2 separate regions of the Arachis hypogaea genome follow, and region 2 is linked to region 1. The links are chromatin contacts, called in public Hi-C maps. All regions are on one chromosome and are shown on one strand. Each heading gives the region's core, a stretch centred on a gene start, on an enhancer-like site or on the middle of the called end of the contact. The rest is flanking DNA. Distances are from core to core; before and after follow the strand shown. Region 1 holds the start of LOC112715549 (zinc finger protein ZOP1). Region 2 holds the start of LOC112715552 (polyadenylate-binding protein RBP47).

Evidence for each region. A called contact is a pair of places that touch in the nucleus more often than the background predicts.
Region 2: a contact with region 1 is called in a Hi-C map of leaf, with 6 times the contacts expected there. The contact joins the promoter of LOC112715552 here to the promoter of LOC112715549 in region 1. A contact is called at or near these places in 3 of 8 Hi-C or Micro-C datasets (all in leaf).

The regions. Positions count from the first base shown.
Region 1 is chr10:33,829,065-33,835,619 of arahy.Tifrunner.gnm2.J5K5, forward strand. LOC112715549 (zinc finger protein ZOP1) reads left to right here and starts at 3,314. Exons shown (of 5, transcript XM_025767319.2): 1 at 3,314-3,780; 2 at 4,294-4,494; 3 at 5,150-5,225; 4 at 5,691-5,786; 5 at 5,993-6,528. The coding sequence starts at 3,772. The coding sequence ends at 6,360.
Region 2 is chr10:34,036,691-34,043,245 of arahy.Tifrunner.gnm2.J5K5, forward strand. It overlaps LOC112715552 (polyadenylate-binding protein RBP47), which reads right to left and starts at 3,257. Exons shown (of 6, transcript XM_025767323.3): 1 at 2,064-3,257; 2 at 678-1,161; 3 at 49-131. The coding sequence starts at 2,492.

The DNA of each region.
Region 1 (6,555 bases), core at 2,064-4,563:
TTACTAAAGCAAAGGAAAATCAAGTGCAATAATTAATTTGATCCTCAAGTCCTAGTCAATCCCTGTGGGAAGACTAGCTTTAGAGCGATCTGCCAATTTCAACCACTGCTTTATTTGATAATTCAAGAGTTACCAATTATTTAACTCAAAGCAAGAGGGAAAATTCTAAATTAAATTGAAGACATCATAAATAGAATAAAGCAATCATAAATCTGAAAATACCTCAAATCATATTAAATAGAAATATCAAATGTAACATGGAAAAGTTCATAGACAAATAAAAGAGAAAGTAAATAAAAAGAAACATTGAACCTGGGATCGAGAGTCACTCCTAAAACTAAGAGAAGTCCTAAATCCCTATCCTAAGAGAGAGAGGAGAGAACCTCTCTCCAAACTAAATCTAAATCATGAATTGTGACTAAAATTTGAGAGTCTTTGAATGGATGCATTTCCCCAATTCATAACCTCTGGTCTATACCTTCTGGACTTGGATTTGGGCCAAAAAGGGCTTCAGAATTTGCTATGAACGCTTTCTGCAAATTCTGGTGCGTGGTCTCTGTTACGCATCCGCGTGGGTCACGCGGTCGCGTCAATTGGAGCTTTCCTTGTCGCGCGGTCGCGTCAGTCACGCGGCCGCGTCATAGGTGTTCTTTAGGTGCGCGGCCGCATCAGTCATGCGGCCGCGTCGCTGCTTCTTCACGCTTGGCATGCGGCCGCGTCGTCCATGCGGTCGCGTCGCTACCAGTTTCTTCAGAAACTCCGTTTTGTGCTTTCCTTCCATTTTTGTATGTTTCCTTTGCATCCTTTAAGTCATTCCTGCCTTAAAAGATCTGAAACTACTCAACACACAAATCACGACATCGAATGATAATAAAGGGTAATTAAATTAATTAATTTTAAAGCATAGGAAATATGTTTTTCACATACATCACATAATAAGGAAGGAAAAGTAAAACCATGCAATTAATATGAATAAGTGGGTGAAGGATTGAATAAATCACTCAAACTAAGCACAAAATATATCATAAAATATGGGTTTATCAGACGTCTCTCGTGGGAGCTGGAGGGTGGGTCGTTTCTACAGGATCACGCTCCCGTGCACTCATGGGAAGAGGCGACAGAAGCTAACCTACTCATCTGGCGAGTTCCCACTTCCTCGCGTGCCTCCTCTTCTTCTTTTCCCAGAAGGAAATCCATCTGTGTCAGGTCCCCACAGACAGCGCCAATGTTTTGTCTGCTCGGGTGTGTAGTGGATCGGGACGAACTGATGCTGAGTAGAGACTTGAAGGGGTTAGGACCTGAGCACAAGCTGCGAGTCTGGAGGATGTTGCGGGCTGGGATCCGCGAGGTGACAATGTGGTAGGGCCACCTGCAAGGACTCCGACGCTCAATTCAGTATCGGTACAAGAGGCAGTGATTTAGGGTTAGAGTAAGTGACGTACCTCTGGGGAGGGGTAGGTCCCTCTCCTCTTATAGTCCGTACTCAGGTGGACCCCTTGTGGTCAGGCCCACCTTCCTAGAAGCTTCTGCTAGCTGTCCAGGTTCCACATGGATGAGGAAGGGAAGGCAGGTCCCTTCCTGGCTCGGGTTGTATGACCCGTCGGGTCAGCCACTCAAGCCCGGACCCGGGTCGCTGATGGGTTGAGCCGGAACAGTAACTAACTAACAAACATATCAAATTCCACTAGCCTTTGTACTCTCTCCTTAACCCATCAATAATATAACTATCAAATTTCTCAAACCATTCATCCAGATCACTCCTTCATTAAAATTATCATTAGTATTCTTACTACACAATTCAAGTCCATCATATACTAAGCGAACTTCAAATTATTCCATAAAACTAACATTCAATTATCTCGATCAACTCATCAAAATCAAGTATACCTCCAATGAGTGTTTATGGAAGTACTTAGAAATTGTCTATTATGTTATCAAAGAAGATTCAAATTCACTTCCTTCAGGAATTTGTCACAAACTCTTACGGATGTTTAATTTGTCTTAAAAAATTGAACACAAAGGTATAGAAAAACAAAGAGTATATACCCCATTTGATCTCCAAAATTCAAATCGTGCATCAATTAAATTCCTGACTTTTATAAATGACCGCAGACGTGAAATTGCCGCTGGAGGAGAGGAGCGGTGTCACAATAGCGCCGAAGCAGAGACATCTTCAGGGAGAAGGACACGGCGTGCAGTCGGACAAGAGGCCAAAGAGACTTCCAAGTTGAATTAGGGGTCACCGATGAAGACGATACTCTGATTTTTCAAATCGGGGGAGGCACGGTGATGGCCTTGCGTGGCAATGCCCATGCGACAACAACCATGACTTCAGGAGATGGTTAAGGGCACAGAGTGTGAGGATCGGTCTCGGTATCTTGCAACATGTGGTGAAGGAGTCTTCTGTGGCAATGTCTTCTTGGAATAAAGGGTGATGGAGAAGAAGAGAGGGGAGATGGAAACTCCAGGTCTCAGCAAGGATGAGGCAGGTTTCAGGTGGGTTCTCCTTGAACGACGTCGTTTTTATATTATTAGCATAAAGTCAGGAATTTAAGGGGTTATTAAGACGGAAGCACTATTAAGATGGCAGTTTACTCGAGAACAAATGGAGACTCACGTCTTTCAATTTAAGGGACGTAGTTGGACATTTATGAAAGTCAGGAATTTAATTAATATGCAATTTGAATTTCGGAGACCAAATAGAACATTTACTCAAAAAACAAAACATGTTTAATTGTTAGGATAAAACACAGAAGAAGAACAACTTGTAGACCCAAACTTAATAAAGTATTTTGGATTAGATCCTTATTTTTCCTTCATAATTCTGAATTTATTTTCTTCTACTTGTCCTTGTCCTTTCTCTTCACTCCCTCCTCCTTTGTTTTTGCTCTTTGTTACTTTACCTCTTCTACTTTTTTATCATTTTATACTTTTTCTATATTTTGATTTTCTCCTCTTTCATTTTTTTTTACTCTTCTTCCGCAGTATTCTTCTTTTTTCCTGTCTCTCTTTCTTTTCTCTTACATATGAAGAGAACATTGAAAATAAAAATAATTAAATTAAAAATATTGGCCTAATAATAAAAAATTGTAAGTTAGAAATTTTTTTATATTTTAATTAGAATTGATAATTTTCGTATTTGCCCATTCTAATTAGGAAAGACTATCTTAAAAGTTGAAACATATACTAAATAAAAATTCACATTATATTATATGGATTTTTTTTTTTTGGTTCACTACGGTTAAAGCCAAATTCAAATTCAAATTCGAATTCGAATGTAGTTGTTTGGTAGACACATGATATGTCAATTTTTTTTTTTTTTTTTGTCATCTATTACTCCATCATTGCCAAGGATCGATCCCAGATGAAAAATATTAAAAAACACTATATTTTGCCATTCAACTAAAGGCTCAGCGGCATATAATGTGCCACTTGAATCAGGCCTCCTACCCGTTGGCGGCTTATGATTCTTTTTTCATTTTGGTCAGACCTTTATGTTTTTTGGGCCTAGAAAACTCTCTTCCTGACTCTATTTTGGCACAGGCCCATTAAAGAATTTGCCGATGCAGTCGTTCGTTTCCGTCATTGCGGTGTCTCTCACGTCTCGGACCGAGTTTTCGAGCTCCTCTTCTTCGTTGTCAAGGTTTTGAAAGTTGAAGACATTTAGAGACGCCTAGTTTCAAAGTTCCAACCACTCCAAGCTTTTCAGAGCTTAACCTACATCTCCAAAATCTCTTCGTACCCTCCTATTCGGAACCCTAATTTACTGCCATGACGGAAGTAAATGCCCAATTTTTATTAATTTAATTTCTCTAATTATATTCCATGCTTTTAGCTTTCTCTATTTTTTCTTTTAAATTTACGTTCTATGTTCCCGCATTCAAAATTACCTTTCCCGTGTTAATTCTCAGTTGTGATACTAGATGCCAGCTTTGGTACCTAAAAGCCAAATTAATGTAATATTATTTTGGTTTTGTAAATTATAATAATTCACAGAAGTGTAGGTTGATGAAACTGTAAGCTGTGTCTATTTCACTACATTGTTAATATGATATGACTTCTGATTACTAATGTTGTCAAGTCAACAAATATTTTCAACCGAAGGTAGTTCTATTGTTTGCATTATATGATCCTGCTTCCTTCGTTAGAGAAGAATGCAAATATTAATGTGGATTATTGAGATGTGGTGATTTGTTCACTTTTATGATGTGTGTAAGTTAGACTTGTGAGTTGTAATGGATTTTGATTGGAGGCACTTTGTTATTGATTACATTTTATTTTTTTTGTTCTCAGTACTGGGTGAGCCAGGGTAACAAATGGTGTGACTTTTGTAAAATTTATATATCGAACAATCCTTCGAGCATTAGAAATCATGAGCTTGGTCAACGCCACAAAGACAATGTTGCCAAGAGGCTAGCTGTTATGCGAAAGGAGAATGCTACTAAGGAGAAAGAGCAGAAGGAAACAGCTCGCGCCCTTGAGCAAATTGAAGCGGTAAAATCTTTTTACACTTCTCTTATTGGTTAAAATGATGCTTACCTGGCTCTTTCGTCCATTGTTTCAAAAACCCTTTGAGTATATGCTAGCTTCTGATATAGAAGCGTATGATTTATTTCTGTGTATATGCCTTTTGTCTAGTTTCACTGGAAAGCTTGCTTGTGAATTAGTAATCATTACATTTGAAATAAATGGGATAGCACTTGTTGTGAAAAAGTTAAAAAAGAAAGATGATAAAATCACCTTAGTCGGTTGTTTAGTAATAAGAGTATATCAGATCCAGGGCTGTCCAATAGATAGATATTAGATGGGGTTAGAAAATTATATACAAAACCATTTTCATAACTTAGTTTTAATAGCTTGTCTACGACCATGATTTATGATAATAAACAGTATCTTATGTGATCCACATGACTAATGCATAACTCACAATTCCACATGTATACTATTGCTTATAGTCCAAATATAAGACCTGATTTCAGAACAGCCTTCAAATTCCAAAGGGACTATACAATTTTTGCAACTTCGGATTAGGAACTCAAAAATAGGTTGTACAGGATTTGAAAATATCTAGACAAGTGTTAATGTTTTATATGCATTTACACTCAGATTAGATGTATAACTTTTATTATATCTGTGTTCTCTTTTGCAGAAAGCACAGCGCAGCTATCAAAAGGATAAAGCAAAGTTTGAGGAAACCAGACAATCTCATGAATTGGATGACCAAGGTTGTAAGTATGAGTTTTTGTTTATTTATTTTCTTGATACATGTCTATTAATAATTAATTGGCTTAGTCTGATAGCATTCTGTAGGTATCCTAGAATTAACTCATAAATAAAAGATAAGAAAATAAAAACTGTTGAACATTTGCGATATCGAAAATTAGATATGTTTTCATGTCACACCAAGATCAATGAAATGCAAAAATTAGTCGAATAAAAAAAAAAAATAATTAACCTTTTTTCCCCTTAGAGAAATTTGGAACTGCTTTGCCTTTTCTCATATTGTGTATCGTTATTTATTCTGAGTTGAGATTTAAACAAAAATACATTTTTGCTGCTGTTACGGATCGATAAAATATCCACTTAGCTTTATATACTCAACTCATGTAACTATGCATTGCGACTTTCAAGCGTATTTTGTCATGCAATTCTATTTTATGCATACCTGATGTTGACTGCATAATTTGCAGAATGGCAGTTCGATGACAATTCAGGTTACTACTACCATAAAACAAATGGATTTTGCTATGATCCAAAATCAGGGTTTTACTATTCTGATGCTCTTGGTTTGGGCCTTATTCTTCTCCTTTTCTCATTTTACTATATGAACTATGAACTAATATTATATTGATTATTTGATTTCGTCTGTGATTAAGTGACATTACACACGATTTCTATAAGTGAATATCGTAGATTATTTAAAACCAAATGGTATCGTCTGCAATATCGCCTTCAATGTAATCTACACCTTTACTCAAAGAAATTTCAACAGGGAAGTGGGTGACTCAGGAAGAAGCATATGCCTCACCTCAGTTTTCGTCAAATGCTGGGATCAGTGGACCAAATTCAAAATCTTTGTCAACTTCACAATCAAAATTAGTCAAAGAAAAAACTGAAAATAAATCTCAAAATGGACCTTCACCAGGGCCAGTTGTTAGTTATTCTTTGAATTCCAAAAGAAATGTGAAAGGTACCCCTTCATCTCTTACTGTTGGTAAGAGGAAGAGACCTGAAGAGAAGTGCAAAGCTAAAGTTATCCCTGAAGAAGAGAAAGCAGCTCTTAAGGCAAGAGAAGCTGCAAGGAAAAGAGTAGAAGAGAGGGAAAAATCCTTGCTTGGTTTATACAGTAAACCTTACTAAGTTTGGAAAATTACGTTAACACCCTTCCTCTTCACCCTAATTTTGTGGGTTATACTTCCTTTGTCTTTTTCCGTTAAGGTAGATGTTGTAATTCTCCTTGTGATTGCACCTTGTAAAATGTGATTGCACCTTGTAAAATTAATATGTTTCATTTCTTTTATACTTGTATATATTTTTTGGCCATTTTGCATGCAT
Region 2 (6,555 bases), core at 2,007-4,506, 210 kb after region 1:
AAGCGAGCTGATTAACAGGCATATATAAAGTTCTTAAAACGGACTTACAGTTGTGTTGTTAAGATCTCCTTCAGCCTGGGAACCTTGGGCCACAACACCATTAGATGGGTGTCCACCAGCCAACACTACGGCTGCTTATAGAAACACAATATTAGATTTAGAAATTTCTAATTAGAAGCACATCGTAAGATATACTGCACTTTTCCAGCTAAAACTTACGGCATTACAAACATCAACAGCATGCTGTATATACATTTTAAACCAATGACCAATGCATGTTTCAGTGTGATCATGGATTCAAGCTTCTCAACTTTTTAAACCAAAAAAGATATCCGTACATTAAAATTCATCAACACATTAATTGAGGTGTGAGAGAAACAGCGGACTTACCATTTAGACATTGGAGACATGTAACAGTTGATAAACAAAGGAACAGAAAATAGAAGGCCAAAAACAGAAATATCAAATAAGCAATTATCAAACCATACAAATAGACGATGCAAGGCATTTGATACGAGCATTAACAACTCTACTTGAACTATGTTTTACAAATAGTATATCATGCATTACTTACAAATTTCATCATAGACATAAATGATCAACTAGCTTAAAAAGGAAAGCATGATGTGAACATACCAAATTAATATAGGGTCAACGTGAATTAAAAATTAACAAACCTTGTGAAGAATATTGTTGCTGATAGCCATAAGTTTTCTTGGGTGTTGCAACACCTATTCTCATAGGCCTACTTGAACAATAAATGCCATTCATTTCAGTCATTGCCCTTGTCCTCTCATTTTCATCACCAAACCTAACAAAACCATAACCTTTGGAACGGCCAGTATTAGAATCAATTACAACTTTTGCTCCCTTAATGGATGAATATCTACTAGAAAAAGTCTCTTGCAGCATAGCATCAGTAACATCTATAGCCAAGTCCCCCACAAATATAGAGAGATCAGAAGTAGCAGCATCAGATCGCCTATCGCCTGTACTGAATGTAGCCCAATTCAGCCGGAATGCCTGATCTGTATTTGGCATCATTGTACCATTATAGTTCTGCAAAACTTTCTCAGCTGTTGCTCGTGAATAAAACTCCACGAATCCATATCCCTCTGACTGACCTGTCTGCTTATTTCGTATGACCTTGGCTGATAAAACCTGCAAATAAGATAACACAATGTCAAAATTCAAGTAGCTTTGTTGAGTGAAGCACTAAATTTGAGAAAATAGGAATCGCAAAAGCTTAAAAGGTTCAGGGATTCCCCTAAAAGGTAATGACTAGATGTTAATGGCAATCTTCAACACATGGTCATTTACAAAAGGAGGAATCAAAGATTGGGCCGATTTGACTTTTGTTACACTTGTTTCCACATTGCAATTAAGAGATCGCAAATGCATTATGTTAAATAAAAAGCTTGGTCTCAACAGACCTACATCTTCAGCCTTCAGATTAGGGGACCACTTGGACCACCCCATGGCAACTCCTAGACATCTTACAGTAACAAACACCAAAGACTAAAACGGAAGTATGTCTTAAATTACATCAGCCTAGTCCAGCAATCACAGACAACGAGACAAAAAATTTATCAAGGGACACACAATACATAAACGTGAAGTCTAGATTAGATGCCAGCTCAACTAACTCACTTGTCACTAGTTATAGCAAAGAGAGCCAATCTGTAATCTGCTGTTTGCACAAAAATGTACGGTTCATCAAACACATGTTGACAGTTAAATCTGAAGTCAGAATCAAATGTGAAAAATTACTTCTGTACATACACACCACTTCACGTTATAAATCAAGTTCATTTATACCAAAACAGAATATCTCAAACGCGGAGGGATTAATTACACTACATAGTGTGAAACAGCAAAGTTCAGTAAGAAAGAGAATTATCTTTACTATAATTGCCTGCATCTAACAAAACACACGAGATAATAATATTAATTATGCCAAAACGAGAATCTCATTGAATCCATCAAAATCCAAAACCAAGCAACAAGCTTAAATTAAATCCAGAGAGAGAGAGAGAGAGAGAGAGAGAGAGAGAGAGTTATACCTCGCCGGTGTGAGCAAAGCAATTGACGAGGTAGTTCTCGTCCATCCAATGGTGAAGGTCGCCGAGCCAGATCGTCCTGATCTCTTCGCCGTTGGAGCCAGATTGCTGCTTCTGCTGGCCATGGTGGTTGTTGTGGTGCTGCTGCGGCGGTTGAGACGACGGCGGCGGAGTCTGCTGCTGCTTGAAATGATGCTGGTGGTGGTGGTGAGCGGTCGGCGGCGGCGGCGGAGGCTGGTAATGGTGAGGATGAACATACGGCATGTAATGCTGCGGGTACATCATCATCTGCTGCTGCATCATGGCCATGGCGGTTGCTGGATACTGCATGGCCATCCATTGCTGCTGATACTGATGCGGCTGCGCCCACTGCTGCTGACTCTGCTGCTGTCCATTCTGATTCAGATCCCCACCGTTCGTTGCTTGAGCCATTCAAATCAAACAGCTATAAACAATAAGTTTATATCTATCTATCTATCTATATATGTGTATATGGTTTGATTAGTGTTTCTCTGTCTCTCTCTCTCTCTATGAGTCTCTTGAATAGAAGATGTTAGAGAGAGAGAAAGAGAGAGGACTTTGGTCCAACCAGGGTGTAGAGACCAAAAACGAAGAAGAGGAGGGTTACGGTGGTAGTAGGGTTGGGTTTTAAATCAAGTAAATAACAACACGCGCACTTTCTTTGGGTTGGGTTTGGATCTGGAGGGAGAGAGAAAAGGAAAGAGAGAGAAAGAGGGGGGGGGGGTTTACGAGCGTTAACCTCGGTTATAACGTCCGTCTAAGCCGTCCGTGAAGATTGACAATTGTCTTGTGATGTGTGTGGGGTCCAGTAGAAAATAATCGACGGCTCTCGTTAAGTGGCTGCTATTTCTTTCTCTTCCTTCTGTTCTCCCACTTGCTGCTCTCCAAGTTACTCAGTTGTTGCGCACGTCAGTAGCTCGTAAGATGGATACGCTGGCAGTGGCACACATGAATGACCGTTACCTTTGTTTTAGGGTTATCACTTATCTATGATCTATGATCTATCTACCAGGATGAATCTTATTTTATTCTTGGATATTATTGGGTTGGGGGTGTTGATAAGAATACACGGGTGAAATCATATAATGATTTTTTATTATTATTTTTTAAATTATATCTACCCGGGTAAAAAATCTGTTTCCTTTCTCAGTTTCTCTTATCTTCTTTATTTTAACAAATCAATCCTAAATTTACTGAATTTTATTGTAATATTTCTATTTCTCCGGATGATATTTATTTTTATTTTAAGATTTCTTTAAAGTTTAAAGAAAGAAGGAATTTTTTATTTAAATTAAATAAATATAGAAATTACGAAAATGCATAAAATATAAAGTAATTACTTAAATACACAACGTATTACATCTCGAGTACTTAGATCCCGGTGACGTAATGACGATTCACGTATTCAAGGTGCACTCGAGATACGTGTTAAACAGAAAAACGAAAACTGAACATCCGAGATACGTGTAAACGTTGAACAAGGTTTTAGTATCCGAGATACACTCAAAAGCCTAATACGAGTCTCAGCACCCAAGATATGCTTCGAGACATATATAATGCCACAGTAGTCGAGATTTTCGTTCATTTGAATAATTTTTAGGAATTTTGTAACTTTATAACAGCTTAAGTTCGAGTTCCTGAAGTACATATGGCTCTCCGATAATATATTTGCGACAGAAATATCAACAGACTAAATGCGACTTGGCAGTTAGCACATAACTGGAGTTTTGGATTTTAAAGTTAATTTTTTTCCATTTTATTTTCAATAAATAATTAAGTTAGGTGTTTAGGTTTTATTAATTTAGTTAATGTGTCAGATATTTTGATTTTGTTAGTTAGAACTTCTATATTAACTTAGGTATGTATAGTATGTTATAATATTTTTATAATTAATTTTAACTTAAGTCAAATAAATATAATAGTGTGCTGAGGGAGATAATTAGCTGTCAGATAAGGAGGCTGAGTATGCATAGCTGGAGGATATATCGGAGGATCCTACGACAGCTACACATGTAGAAATTTTCTCATCGGGATTCTTTGCTGGGCATGAGACGGACATAGCCAGGACCCTCATCCCAGGTAGCTCCAGCACTGCTCATCACCAGGATGATAGAGTTGCCTGAGAGTAGACCCAGTTTGACATTGGCTTAGACGTTGAAATAAACATCGATGACATGTTTCCAGATTGTGGGTGTATCTGGGGATGCGATGGATCAGTACACAAATCGTGATTGAACTTAGAGAGACCATACCGACATACCTGGCTCATCGATAGGTCTAGGTATTCAGCACCACATTGAATATGATTTGGACTATATACAACTCATCCAATAGGCTATCAGATGCCATCATCACATCACCGGACTCTACTACCACCATCGCATCAATATGGATCAGCACCCATCATCGTATTACCAGGTTCCACCACCACCACCATATCCACCTATAACTGGATCAGTATCGCTTCCATCTCCACCACGTCCACACATGCATGGGGAAATACCACCACTAACATAGCAGACACCTTCCACTGTGAGCCACCCAATTGTTTTTCCTCGGCCAACAAGGTCTCCAAGAGTGACACGTCCTCATGGATGTGAGATGGGACACCACTTAGACCATCCTGGCGACCGGCATTAGTAGTTAGGCCATAGTTTATGTAGTATTACTATGTGTTTTTTTTATATAACTATACACGATGTTCTTAGATTATTGCTAGTACATGTTACTGATTTATCTCGGATATTGAGACCGTGTTCAGTATTTACACGCATCTTGGATGTTTAGTACCCTTTTCTATGCTTAACACGTATTTCGAGTGTATTCTGGATACGTTAGCCGTCGTTCCATCATAGAATGGAATTTGAGTATTTAAGATATGCTTATTTTTTAATTCCTCCTTCAATACTCAAGATGTGATACGCTGTACATTTAAGTAATTATTTTATATTTTATATATTTTTGTAATTTTTATATTTATTTAATTTAAATAAAAAATCTAAAAAAAATTATTACAAAATACTAGCTATTAAATTAACTACTATATATTATTATATTATTTTACAACAGGACTAGTATAATCCTAGGTATACTGAGCTAGCTTATTCGGATACTAATTTGCATATGTTTTTAATAATTTTTTAGAAAAATATCATATAATCACTCATAGGCAAATTAACTTTTAACGATTATTGATATTTGTCAATAATTTTATCATTCTATTTCATATCTTTATAATAATTATTATTATAATTTTTTTTATATTTTCGTGAGTCAATAATCAATAACCAATAATTCTAATTCTATAACGACTTACATTCTAACGTCCAGAGTGGCAAAGTATATTCTGATGCCAATTTGTATGTCTTTCTTTTCAATTATATTTTACAAAAGTATTATATAGTCAATTATACATAAATCAACATTTAATAATTAATTATGTTGGTATTTATTAATAATAGTAATATTTTTTATTGAGTATTTATTCAAATTAATCCCCAAAAAGTCCACATCAGACGTATTAATCTGTAATAATTTTTAATAGTTTCATAAGTCCTTAACAACCATTAACATTAGTCAAATTGGTCCCCATCAACTCGAGTCGTCAAATCCTAACAACATATCCCACGTAGCACGTTAATTAAATGAGTCAAATGTTAACTGACACGTAGGATCGATCGACGATAAATTGATCCCTGTCTTACAAAATACCAAAATGTAATCATTTTTAGAGACTAATCCGACTGATAATATAATTCATTGGGGACCAATACGTCTGACTATGTTCATTTTCTGTTATATTCTATCTTGTTCTATGTGATTGGTGAGTATAATTGTATTTTGTTCTTGGATATGGTAGGGATAGCATGAAACTAGATTTCTATGCTTAACTTATCGGCAAGTGCACCGAGTCGCATCAAGTAATACAACGGCGAATGGGTTATCATTTTCACGAGGATTAATGGATTAAGCAAGCAATGATTAATTGATTATTCTAGTTAGACGATTCAAATTTGGATAATGAACAATTGGTAATACAAGCTAAGATATAAATGACTTGATAAAGAAGTAAATGAAAGCAATAAATGACTTAAATGTAAATGACTAGACCTTAAATTGCAAGAATATAAATAAATAGAATGTAAATGGCAAGAATTAAGGTGAGTAGAAGCAATAGTAAAGTGCAAGGAAAAGAATCAATATAAATATATCAATTAAAGGCAATTCTAAAGTAAGGTAAGAAGATGATAATGGGAAGAACATTGGGGTAGAGAAATGTTGAGTCCTCATGATCAGTAGCTCTCATCTCCACTTCAGTCGTGCAATCATTAATCTCTTGACAAATTATAAGTAATTGAATTCCAATTCCTTGGTAATTCAATTTCTCTTGACTTGATCAATTGCTAATTCTTTTATCAATTGCACATGAGAAGAGATGAAACACATTCTTTGACTTATCACCACCCAATTTTTC